Regions from separate parts of the Hordeum vulgare genome. Here regions 1 and 3 are each linked to region 2. The links are chromatin contacts, called in public Hi-C maps. All regions are on one chromosome and are shown on one strand. The core of a region is the stretch at or near the end of the contact, and the rest is flanking DNA. Distances in the headings are between cores, read along the strand shown. Region 1 has its middle 23 kb from the start of LOC123447165. Region 2 has its middle 7.4 kb from the start of LOC123447170. Region 3 has its middle 20 kb from the start of LOC123449666.

Evidence for each region. A called contact is a pair of places that touch in the nucleus more often than the background predicts.
Region 1: a Hi-C map of leaf shows a contact between it and region 2, with 2.2 times the contacts expected there. The contact joins two enhancer-like sites. A contact is called at or near these places in 2 of 6 Hi-C or Micro-C datasets (leaf and seedling).
Region 3: a Hi-C map of leaf shows a contact between it and region 2, with 5 times the contacts expected there. The contact joins two enhancer-like sites. A contact is called at or near these places in 2 of 6 Hi-C or Micro-C datasets (leaf and seedling).

What each region holds. Positions count from the first base shown.
Region 1 is chr4H:575,231,795-575,236,300 of MorexV3_pseudomolecules_assembly, reverse strand. No RefSeq gene overlaps it. Among protein-coding and RNA genes, the nearest start is that of LOC123447165, 23 kb to the right of the region's middle. Within about 2 kb of position 1,475, at least 1 of the 3 cell types and tissues checked has open chromatin away from gene starts, as enhancers often do. A contact at or near this core is called in leaf, where this site is marked.
Region 2 is chr4H:575,429,799-575,434,030 of MorexV3_pseudomolecules_assembly, reverse strand. No RefSeq gene overlaps it. Among protein-coding and RNA genes, the nearest start is that of LOC123447170, 7.4 kb to the right of the region's middle. Within about 2 kb of position 2,015, at least 2 of the 3 cell types and tissues checked have open chromatin away from gene starts, as enhancers often do. A contact at or near this core is called in leaf, where this site is marked.
Region 3 is chr4H:575,641,721-575,645,843 of MorexV3_pseudomolecules_assembly, reverse strand. No RefSeq gene overlaps it. Among protein-coding and RNA genes, the nearest start is that of LOC123449666, 20 kb to the right of the region's middle. Within about 2 kb of position 1,278, at least 3 of the 3 cell types and tissues checked have open chromatin away from gene starts, as enhancers often do. A contact at or near this core is called in leaf, where this site is marked.

The DNA of each region.
Region 1 (4,506 bases), core at 226-2,725, 200 kb after region 2:
TGCTCGAGATTAAGAGTATACTTGGCTAAGCTATGTGCTTCAGAATATACAACGCGACTTTCAAAAATAAAATTACATGTAAAAGCAGGCTCTCAAAGTTTATTTCGTTGATGACGGCTCCATATTTTCCTCCTACTCCTTTGTTTATATCACAAACTGCTTGCTTAGATTCAAAAGCAATAACAATTTGTTGAAGATGCAAGTGTGTTGCCAATGCAAGCGCCTCTCTGCATGCAATCACCTCTAGAATAGATGGGTCATAAAATCCATCAATAACCAGAGCAGAGCTCCCAACGTAGTTGCCTCCGCTATCCCTACGCACAGCTACGCATCAGCATGTATTTTGCTATAGCCCTAGCCCTTAGGTGGAGCCTTTGGGCGCGGACTCGGGTCTCTTTGACCATATCAAGTTCTTCAATGTATTATTTGACAAAAACAGTATATCGATTGGGAGCTTCGAAAAATACCCTCATGGATAGCCTTCCGTCTAGCTGCCCAGATCGCCCAGAGTGTCACGACCAAGCAAACCAGCAACCGAGCAAGCAAGTTATTCAGTAGGTCACATCGCTTGCTGTTAGATGGGCCTTGCCCAACGCACGGGAGTCTCCCAACACATGGGCGTACAATGAGTTGCCTTATTTCCAGCATTTCCTATATGACACTTTCTACGAAATCACAAATTGAGCAGTCCTCGCTTTAAAGATCACTTCCACCATCTCACGTTGAAACAAATGATACATTGCATGTATTTCACTTGTTGCAACCTGTGAGTTTTTCTATTTTTTTGTAGATCCTTTATTTTCAAAATGTTTATCTATTAAATCGTGGGTCCAAATGTCGAAACGTTTTCATGTTTGAATTCATCGCCTCGAGATCTTTAAAACTAGATCTCATGTTTATACGGTTTGACGAACTTTTTTTCCACAACAAAAACAGACAAAAAACCATGCTCGCGAGAAAAAAGAAAACATATTTTTTCTGCTTCCGAGAAGCACGACCGTGCCTCTCGTGAAAAAAACCCAAAACTTTATTTTTCCATTCTCGAGAGGCACTACCATGCCGTCCAAGAAAGCAAATCCGTGTCTCTCGCGGAAGAAAAGCCGTGCCTCTCACGAAAAAAAAAACAAAAAACACAATTTTTTCGTTTTCAAAAGACACGACCTTGCCTCCCACGAAAGCAAATTCGTGCCTCTCATAAAAAAAACCAAAAATGTTTTTTTTCATTTCCGAAAGGCACGACTGTGTCTCCAGCGAAAGAAAATCTATGCCTCTCGAGAAAGGAAAGAAAAGGAAACATGTATTTTTTTTCCTTTTTGAGAAGCACGACCGTGCCTCTCGCGAAAAAAACACGCCAAATAACGACGCTTGGAAGTGATTGTTGGAAGGCCTCCGAAGAAGCACCCGCCCAACTAGTTGCTCCCCTTCTGCGTCTGTTACTTATATTTGTGCAATCGGGCAATGTCGTGCAATCGGGCCCTTCCCCCTCTTTTCTCTCGTTCCAAATAGGGTGGCCCAAAGGCCCCAAACACACCACAGGAAGCTCCACACTCCCGATTTTGGGAAGCTTCGGTCCGTTTTATTCCATTTTCCTTTTGGTGTTTTTATACCACTCTATTTTATTTGTTTTTCTTTTTTATTTTCTTCAATATTTTTATTCTTTCTTATTTTTTGATCTTATTTTCCAAAATTCATGAACTTTTCAGCTTCGACGAACGTAGTTTACAACATCAATGGACTTGTTTTCCAAATAGGTGACATTTTTGCAAATGTGATAACCTTCTTCTTTAAATTTGATGAGTTTTTTTCTTTAAAATTTGTTGATTTTGTTCTTCAAAATCGTGAACATATTTTCAAGATCAATGAACTTTAAAAAAACTGCGAATTATTTTTAAAATTCAATTAACTTTTTTCTTAATCTATGAAGATTTTCCAAATTCATGATTATTTTTGAAGTTTATGGACTTTTTATCAATACCCGTGAATATTTTTTGAATTCACGCTTTTTTATTTCTTGCTATTGATTTTCTTATTTTCTTTTTAATTTGTTTGTACTTTTTCCCGAAGTCAACAATTGACCCTTTAACTGGTCAACAATGACCGGTCAAATGCGATTTACTCCTTCTGTTCCTAAATATAAGTTTTTTTAGAGGTTTTCACTAATAGACTATATTCGGATGTATATACACATACTTTAAAATATAGATTCACTTATTTTGCTCTGAAATCTCCAAAAACAATTATATTTAGGAACGGAGGGAGTAGGCACTAGCGTTCTTCTTGGGCCATCCCACGAGCTCGGGCGCGTTAGCGCCAGGCAACTGCTCGGGCCCCTTAAGACGTTTGACATGAAGTCCCCCTTTTTTCATGTTTTTCTTATTTTTATTGGTTTCATTATAAATAATATATTTCATGAACTTTAAAAAATGTAGAAAACTCAAAAATTTCTCTTAAAATTTAAAACGTGTACGTGAATTAAAAAGTAATGAATTTGAGAAAAAATGATGTATTTAAAAATGTCAGCAAAGTGAATGAATGTTCTTATTTTTATAATGTTCGCAAAATTTAAAAATGTCCATGATTTGTTTTTGTGAATTTTAATAAATTTGCATGAATTTTAAAAGTACTCACGAATTCAAAATTACTCACAAAATTTTAGATATATAAAATGCACAATGGGAAGCACTCATATGTTATTGCATCAAATGTAAGTATAGTATCCGTGGGAGTACATATTATGTCAAGAAAGTTTCATGAAAACTTATGAATACGTGATCTAATTTGAACAATGTCCATATGGCCCATGACATCGGTGTGCCACCACTAGGTCAAAGGGCGATGGATGGTCAAGGCCTCCCTAGGTTTTTCTAGGTGCCGCCGAAGCACCAACAAGCCGAGGTTTGTTGCCGGCACTATGAAAAGCATCAGCTTCCTAGACAACCGGATGCCACTGATATGTCGTCGACGAGAAAGCACAAAGCATAGCCAAGACCAGCCACAACAATGTGTCATGAGAAGGGCGGAAGGGCTCGCTCAACCAATTGCGAGTTAGGCACCATCGCAGAGGCCTCCAAGAAGGAACGTGACACCATATACATACATGGAACACCGAGATGCGCAATAAGGTGTTAGAGATGACATGCTTAATTCAGAGACTGTGATTTAATTTGGAGCTTTGTCATTAATTTCTTTATTATTCATTCCACCCTTTTAGATTCCATATATGCCTTCAAAATTAAGTTGGACCGTTTGCTAAAAAAGAACTTGGTCTGCACCAAGATCCAAAAAACTGAACATATCTACAAGTTTGAAAGCATTTCTATGACATAAAAAATAGTAATTCTAAAAAACCATAAAAAATTAGTAGTAGTTCTATTTTCTTACTGCGAGAAAAAAAAAGTTGTACAGTACTCTAAAGTGGCGTACAATCAATCAGACAGTACTGGGCGGACACGTTCATGTCGACAGGCGACAAGCATACCACAGTACAAACTTTGGAATGTCGCCAAGTCATTTTGTGTTTCCATGCTCAATCAATGCTAATCCGCATCAAGGTGGTGTTAGCTTTCAAGGCACCGATATGCATCACCTGATCGAGAGCATGGAGACGGTTTAGACCTATGAGCTGCCAAACATGTCGTATAAAAAAACACAAAATACTGCCTAAAACGTGGAGCAGAAACCGTCGCGAAGAATCGGTGAAATGATTGATCATTGCATGCAGGAGCATCCCAGATCATTGCCTGGCTGAAACACATTTCATAGCGTACACAGCTATCTATACGGAGCTTGTCCAAGGGATAATCGATCATGTCACCCATAATGCACAGGGTCGCGTTTTTGTCGTCGGAATCAAGGTTTAGGCCCCAGCAACACCTGGCCGAAGTGGGGCACCAACAGTCTGCCTTGTGCTCCCAGGTGCTCCCACGTCAGAAAAGATACGTGATGCGCCTAGATGGAGTATCCAAAGATCGATCATGCGGTTCCCTGATCCTTATCCGCTCATGTGGCTTTCTGAACCATTCTGGAGTCGTTGATTCATACGCAGGGAGCACTTCCCTGATGAAATGTAGGATAAGCAAAGGGATATATAATCTGTTTGCTTAGTTTCACAAAATTGGCAGGTTTGGATAATCTTTTGTTTTACCGCTTGATTTACATGCCCGATGGTCTATTTTCATTCTCACCTTGGTATCTTTTCCAACCTTAACCTCTGCTCTGTTGTGCATCGTGATCATGTGGGGTGTCGCCTCATCCTTCTTTTATGTCGCCACCATATATATATATCGGCCAGCATGCAGACCACAACAAGGTGTCACACTGCCTTTCCGACGAGGTCACGATCCTATCTACCATCACCGCGCATCTTAATCCAATCGACTTACTCTATTGTCATTGTTAGTCTTCTCTCGCTCTACAACATGCCTTTTGGCATGGACTCTCCACTACTCCCTCCGTTCCTAAATGATACAATTATTTAGGAAACGAAGCGGATAGAAGCAAACGCAC
Region 2 (4,232 bases), core at 766-3,265:
CTTGAAGATTTTTCTCAAATAGTGAACGAATTTCAAAAAGGAAAGCTTTTTTTGAAATTCTTGATCAAATTTGGAACATGAACATTTTTATGAAATTAGGAATGTTTTCTAAAACAGAAACAGTTATTGAAATTCTTGATTTTTCTAAACAAAAGCAATTTTTAAAATGATGTAAAAACAAGAACTATTTTCGGATTTTTTACAATATTTTGAATATGAGAATTGTTTGTAAAATTGCTGAATATTTATTCAAATATAAACATTTTTTAAAATAGTGAGCACAAATTTAAGATGAGAATATTTTAAAAACTTTAACAAAATATTTCCAATTTCAAAACAGAAAAAAGAGGACAAATAATTAAAAGGAAAATACGGAAACAAAATGAAAAAATAAATGTAATGAGAAAAAAGGGAAACAGAAGCAAAGGAAAAAAGGCAAAAAAAGGCAAAAAAAAAAGTACAGTTCAGAAACCGTCTGTGAACTCTTTGGAAGGTACGTGATAGATAGACCGAAAAAAAAAACGATCGTAAGTTAGCTTGCATGCGAGATTGGCCAACAGATTGATGCAGAATGCGTCGAATAATTTTTTTTCTTAAATAGGATCTGCCCGAATAGGAGACGTCTTTAGAGGAAAATCCTATATGTCGTACTGTATTTTGTTGCAGATTGTCGATCCTTCGCACAGACGTGCTAGCGATGGTTCCGGACTGGGTAGGCCCGTTTCCAGCGCCCTGGTTTTGGAACCTTTCACTCGGGGTTTTCTGGTTTTTGAAAAATTCTAAAAGGTTCTTTGAACCGACGTTTTCTTTTTGTTTCCTTTTCTCTTTATTCTAATCTATTTCTTACTTTATTTTCTGTTTATGCTGGAAAAAAAATAATTTTTTAAAACATTCTATTTTCAAAAAAAATGGGCTTTAAATTCGATATGTTTTTTTCCTTTTTAAACATTTTTTTAAGATTTTCCGAAAATGTTCTATAATTTTCAAAAAATGTTCTAGTTTCTCTACAAAATGTTCGTGATTTTTAAAAAATGTTCTTCGAAATCGGAAAATGTTCTGGTTTAAAAAATCAAGTCTGACCAAAATAATCAAGATTTTCAAAAATTATTCGCAGATTGTTCATAAATTTAAAAAAGTTTCGCTTTCTAATATTTCTCACGAATTCATAATTGTGTGGGAATTTCCGAAAATGTTATTGTTTTGAAACATTGTTCACAAAGTTAAAAACATGTTCGTGTTTGCAAAATTTGTTCATGAATTCCAAAAGCGTTCATGTTTCAAAGTTTGTTGATTATCAAAAATGTTGATCGAATTTGGAAATGTTTTGTATGTACATAAAATGTTCTTATTTTTCATGAAAAATCGAGCATTTAACTGAAAATATGGATTTCAAAAATTGTTGGCAGATTGTTCATAAATTCAAAAAATGATCGCTTTTAAAAAAATTCTCACGAATTCAACATTGTACGGGAATTTCAGAAAATGTTTTCATTTTGAATTTTTTTCACAAAGTCACAAAATATTCCTGTATCCAAAATTTGTTCAGTAATTCCAAAGCCGTTCATGTTTCCAAATTTGTTCACAAACTCAAAAAAGTTCAGTTTTCAATTTTTTTTCCTTGTTTCTATTAATTCAAAAAATGTTTGAGTTTCAAAACTTATTCATATTTTCAGAAAATGTTCACAATTCCGAAATGTCGGCATTGCGAAATTCAAATGTTCGTTGGAGGTTTTGTGCTCGGTCCCTCTTACTGTCACGCGTTTTAATATTTTTGTGAGTATTGTTTTTAAAATTTGTTGTTTGCTGCCGTTTCTTTTCGGATGACGCTGCATGATGTGCAATAATACCAGCCTATCGTCATGGCTAGCAGTCCGAACGATTCTGCAGCTGGTCGTGAGTTCGATTCCCGGCCAGATTTTATGTTAACTTTTTACCGCTATCTGCCGCAAATGGGCTGGCCAAACTCCCTGCCGCAAAGAGCGCGTATAGGAGGGAAATTCCTATTCGCCGCATTCTTCGTCGAAATGAAGAGGCTTCGCACAGGGGCACCCACCTAGCATTTGGTAATAGGCCGGCCCATTTACATGCCAATACCTCCGGTTTTATTTTTCTGTTTCCGTTTTAAAAATGTTCTGGATTTTCAAAAAATATTCCGAAATTTGAAAGAATGTTTCAGATTTTATATTAACTTTTTACCGCTATCTGCCGCAAATGGGCTGGCCAAACTCCCTGCCGCAAATGGTGCACTCCCTGCCGCAAAGAACGCGTATAGGAGGGAAATTCCTATTCGCCGCATTCTTCGTCGAAATGTCGAGGCTTCTCACAGGGGCACCCACCTAGCATTTGGTAATAGGCAGCCCATTTACATGCCAATACCTCCGGTTTTACTTTTCTGTTTCCGTTTTAAAAATGTTCTGGATTTTCAAAAAATATTCCGAAATTTGAAAGAATGTTTCAGAATTTGAAAATTGTTTTGTAATTTGAAATTTTTTCCTTAATTTTAAAAATGTTCAGCAGTTTAGAAAAATGTTCCGGATTTAACAGATGTTCCGGAATTTAGAAAAAACTTCCAAAATTTGAAAAAATGTTCTGGAATTTTAGAAAATGTTCTAATATTGTTATTAAAATGTTTCTAATTTTTCAAAAGAAATGTTCCAAATTTTGAAAGACAAATCGGAATTTAGAAAAATCTTCCACAATTTGAAAAAATGTTTCGGAATTTGGAAAAAGTTCCGGAATTTTAAAAATGTTCCAGAATTGGAAAAAATATTCCAGAATTTAAAAAATGCTCATGAATTTAAAAAATGTTCCAGAATTCGAAAAAATGTTCCGGATTTGTAAAAATATTCCGGAATTTAAAAAATGTTCCGGAATTTTTAAAAATAATCCGATATTTTTACTGAAATGTTTCAGATTTTTTAACTGCTGGTCGCTAACTTTTTTTGTGGTCTCCAGATTCTCTACTGGTTGCTAACTTCGGCCGGCCCAGTCGGGGCGACCCCCTATGCGTCCGCTCTGCAGTTGCCGCAACGACCAGCACATAGGAGGTCTCGTATAGGAGCTCCCTCCCTTAGAGGAGGTAGAACTGCCGCGTATGTGTGTGAGCTTGAGCGTGGGCCTTTTCCTTCGACGGTGGACCGGTTTCCTTTCTCATTTATATTTGGTCCTTGGACTAGCTCCATGCAAAATCTCATACAAACATGGGCTTTGATTATATGAGGCAGATGGGGCAAAACAAGAGACTAATTTTCTATATTACGTGGGTACACAAAATAAACTGCTGGTACAAAATCACTATTGAGGGGCAACAAGCTCGTTTGGGCCTTGGGGACGGGGGGGCCTCGCCCCCCTCCCTCACCCACATCATCACCTAGAATCAACCCTGGATCAGAAAAGGGACAACAACAAATGGTAATAGAGTAGGTAGCTTTACATGAAAATCATACAAAAATGAGCAAGATGATCAAGTGCCCAAAGTGAGTTGTCACAGTTTGATACCATTTGTATGTCACGATAAGCCGCGCGTATGACAATGTAAAATTTCCGATAATGTTATGTTCAAGAGAAAAATAATAAATTTATGTGCAAAGCAAGGTACACATTTTAGCTCTTGAGTATTTAAGAGTGCTAAAGTCATAGTTTAGAAAGTTCGATGATCTCGAGGAGGAGCAACCTCTGTATAATTTCAAAATGCAATCCTCATTCCCTAGGGCTACATATGTCACCGGGAAAGGCTCTAGATGCCTCATCGAGGCTCTAACACTACTCCATTTTTTTTCCACACTCCCTCTTGTAGAATCAAGATTATCTAATACATCATATAGCAAGACGAACGAATTACCTTGAAAGGTAGTGAACTCACAATCATGAGAAATACATAGATCAAATCTCTAGTGTGTTAGGATAGCAAACTATTATGAGAAAAAATGAAACAGATGGTGTAACTATTTATAAGAGCATTGACATACACCTTGAATTGTTAGCCTACGTGAAAAGTTTGTGAAACAAGAACCTAGGTCATCGACAAGAATGTTTGGTTCGTGAGTGTACTATGTACAAGCTCGTTGGGGCCTTGGGGCCAGGGGGCGCTCGCCCCCCCCCCCCCCCCCCTTCCCTCTCCCACCCCCCGAACATCATCTAGAATTTACCCTAGATCCGGAAAAAGACAACAACGAATGGTAGATCACCTAGAATCGACCCTGGATCAGGAAAAAGACAACAACAAATGGTGC
Region 3 (4,123 bases), core at 29-2,528, 210 kb before region 2:
CATCTGAGCTCCCTCTTTCGCCATTGGTCGGAGCTCCATGCGCGTACTTTGCAGAAGCTAAATTGGAGGGGGTGGGGGGTGGCGCCATGGTGCACTGGTGGTGTAGGAGTTCGCCCATATCGCATACAACCTGCCAAACAACATCTCACATTGGCCTGCCCAACACCATGCACACAACCAAACATATATCCCAATTTATTTTTGCATCATCTTAGCCAGGCTAGACTCAGCTAGGATGGTGGATACGATGCAGCGTGAGACTTCCTATTCCCCGACCTACGTTGATGTGGGTCACATGAACATAAAAACTCCTATTCCCCAGCGAATGAGGGGAATACTGAGGAAACACGCACCTCATGTTCCCCGCGCATTTTTGGACCAGCCATATGCGTGGCTGGGAGGCTCTGATTTTTTTTGTTCTTTTTATATACATACTTCTTGTGAAAATACTTGAAATTTAAACATAAATCTGTTTTCAAAAAATGTTCAAACTTTTAAAGATGAACACCAGTTTCATTTTCTTTTCCAAATTTGAAAAAATATAAACATATAAATTTCAAAGAATGATAATGAATTTCAATATCGTTCCTAGATTTCAGAAATTGTTCATGTAGATAAAAACTGTTCACAAATTTGAAAATATTTTAAATTTCTAAAATTCCTCACGTATTTAAAAAAAAATCACAAATCGTTCATTGACTTAAAAAATGTCCATGTATGTGAAAAATATTCCGATTTAAAAAAATGTTCTTCACTCTTAAAATTGTTACCTTATTGCAGAAAATATTCATGAATAATTTTAAAAATGTTCATGAACAATTTAAAAAATATTATTGTACTTGACATCTTGGAACATATCTCAAATTCATGGTTTCACAAAATGTTGACAAATGAATTAAAAAAATCAAAAACATGGTAAAAGTTAAAAAAAAAGGACAGAAAAAGAAATGGAATGTACCAGGGAAAAGAAGAAATAATTTTGGTAAAAATAAAAAAGGCCAGAAAAAGAAATGAAAGAATTAAGACAAAAAGAACCAGTCATGGGCAGATTTAGGGCTTGTTCAAATGTACTCCAGCTTCACGCTTCCAAAACTTCATGATTGAATTTGTCCCGAACAGTTTTAGCCAGAAAAGCTAAATTCGCGAAGCTGCTCATTCCCTATGAGTAAAAAGGAGAAGCCAGGCCGGCCCAGCTTCACCGAAACGTGAAGCGTGGTGTTGGCTCAAATTACCGTGAGCTGCCACCACCAAGTTGATAGCTCCTATGCATCGCTGCCGGTGTCCGTTAACGATCCGGCGCGTGCAGCACTGGTAGCATGAGCCAGCCCATTGGAGTGCTGCCCAGTTTTTCTTGGACTTTTTTGTTACAAAAATAAAAATATAAAATCAAGAAAGGTTTATAGATTTACATAAAAAAGGTTCATCCATTTGAGAAAAAAGTTCATATCTTTAAACAAGGTTCATCAATTTTGAAAAACGTTCATCAATTTGAAAACAAAGTTCATCCAATTTAGGAAAAGTTCATTAATTTTTTAAAAATTTCAATAAACTTTTAAAACATTCAAAAAAAATAGTGAAATTTATGTTTTTTTTAAAAAGTTCACTGAACTAAAAAAAAGTTCATAAATCTTAAAAACGGTATCATCCATTTTCAAAAAGTGGTTCATTAAAATTCAAAAAAATTCATCGATATTCAAAAAAGTTCATCGATCTTAAATCATATTCTCTGAAATTTAAAAAATGTTCATCAATATTCAAATAAGATCATACTTTTTTTTAAAGTCAAACGGCACCTAGATGGGCCGTCCATTTACAAACGTCACATGCGCCAGTTAACAAAAATGTACGTTAACTGACTCTTGTGGCGCCAAATAAGAAATGCCCACCAAGTGTACCGCTTTGTTTCCTCCCTCGAAGAGAAACAACATCTTTCAAATCCTCGCTTAATCCGGTACCCCTTCCTAATTGGGTTGTATCCAGCTGGCCCAATATACGCCTGAGAGGCCACGGCCCTCCCTACTGGGCTGCAGCTATGGAAGAAGTTGCCGTTGTCCCGAACGCTCGTGGGATCGCTCGAATGCTCATGATAGGCCACAGACCTCCCAACTAGGCTGCAACTATGGGAGAAGATGTCGATGTCCCGAATGTTCCTGGAACGTCCTTAGAGCATCTTCAACAGAAACGCAGCAGCGCGAAATAAAGTAGAAGCGACCGCGCAAGGAAACCACATATATGTATTCATAAGTTCGACTCAGCCTTGAGCAGCTGTGAATCCTACCTTGAGAACACCCGGTCCGCCAGGCGCACGGCCTCCTAGGTACCCTCACCATATTGTTCCATCGGTAGTTTATCTGCACCAGGGTTGATGCTGAAGCGAATGCGTCGTCTTGGCTCGCTTGATGAGGTCTTGAGGGAGAAGTTGATCTTGCGTTGGGTTGCCTTGAAGTGCTTGGAAATGATATGATCACGTGGTGAGGCATGCACGGTGAGCCCGTGTGATGAGGTCGCACGATGAGGCCGGAGCGACGAACGAGCAATGCGACAGGGGCGTAGTTGATTTATCTGCATAACATAGTACATTTTGGTTGCAATTGTGTGGTAAAAGGGATGATGCTTACGTGTGACACAAACTGAGCCGTGGCTCTTCACAAAAGCAGAACATGCGTAACATTAGGTGTATACCTTTAACTGAATCATGCACCAATTACCCAGAAAATGTACATTCCAGCGACTGAGCACTTTGGCAAATACGTAAACCTTTAGTTTTAAATGGGTGTAGACTAGCATGAACATGTAAGGTCTTGTACAATGCAAGGTACTTAGGGGAGGTGTTTAGAAAAATAAATCAGGTTTTTTTAAGCATGGGTGCTTATTTGTACAGGATAGACGCTTAGTTAGACGTCTTTTTTGTAGAAATAAGGCACCGGTGCTTCAAAAAAAATCTGGTTTAGTTTTTTAAGCACCTAGCATTGTACAAGACCTAAGTTGACCTTGATCATCCCACCCCCTCCCCCTCATCCATATTTGTCGGGTCTATATGTACCTCTCTCGGACAATATGCCCTCGAATCACACAAACCGAGTGATTGGGCTAGCCCATTGAGAGCCCGCGGAGCCATACCTACAATTGTATTATTACTCATGCACGGTTCTTAACATATGTTTATGTTTTTTCCTTGTTTATGTATTTTTTGTCAGTTTTTTAACCACTTTAAAATATATGAATACATCCATTTTAAAGATTGATTCTTTTAAAAACTTTACATTGTTTACATAAGTATATATTTTGGAAATTGGTATTTTTTAAAGAATTTTATGAAAAAAATAAAAAAAATGACTACATTTTTTGAAAACGTGAACACTTTTTTAAAAAACTGAAAAAGTAGTAAAACATTTTGAAATTTGTGATGCTTGGAAAGTTTAGGGTTTTAAAACAAATGAGAGAAAAATTTGTATAGAAAACCCACAAAAAGAAACTCTTCCAAAAAACAAAACAAAAACAAAAGAAGCACAAACTTAGAAAAACAAAACAAGAAAAAAAAGACAGACACGTGTAGATATAGTCGGTCGGCCCAGCCCTGGCACTCACGTGCAAAGGTGGGCAAGTTGTCGCACAGAGTGACAAATAGGAATTGCCCCTTTTCATCTGAACGAAAAAGAAGAATAACCCCTTTTTCTATGAATGGGCCTTATTCTTGGACTTGGGTCAAGTTTTCGCGCGCTAGATCCTATTAGCGCTTAAAGCATTTGTTTCTTTGCAATCCGTATGCGGCGAGAGCAACTAGTTAGCAAGCATTTTCTCAGAAACCTCTCAGCAATCGCTCTTGCACGCCGCCACTTAACACGTTTATAGCCATCGTCACGTGTCGCTTTTGAGTGTTTTCTTTGAATTTTTTTTTATTTTTTAGCACGTGTTTTCGTCTTTTTGAGTGGTTGTTTTAAAAAATTTGGTGTTACATTTTTCACCGGTGTTTCATAACTTTTGGACAAAAAAATCTCCAAAAAAACGCGTTTTCTGCTTTTTTTTGCAAGAGGTACGGTTTTGTCTTTACGAGAGGCAAAAAAAACGTGTTTTCTGCTTTTTTTAACGAGAGGCACGGTTTTGCTTCCGCGAAAGGCACGGT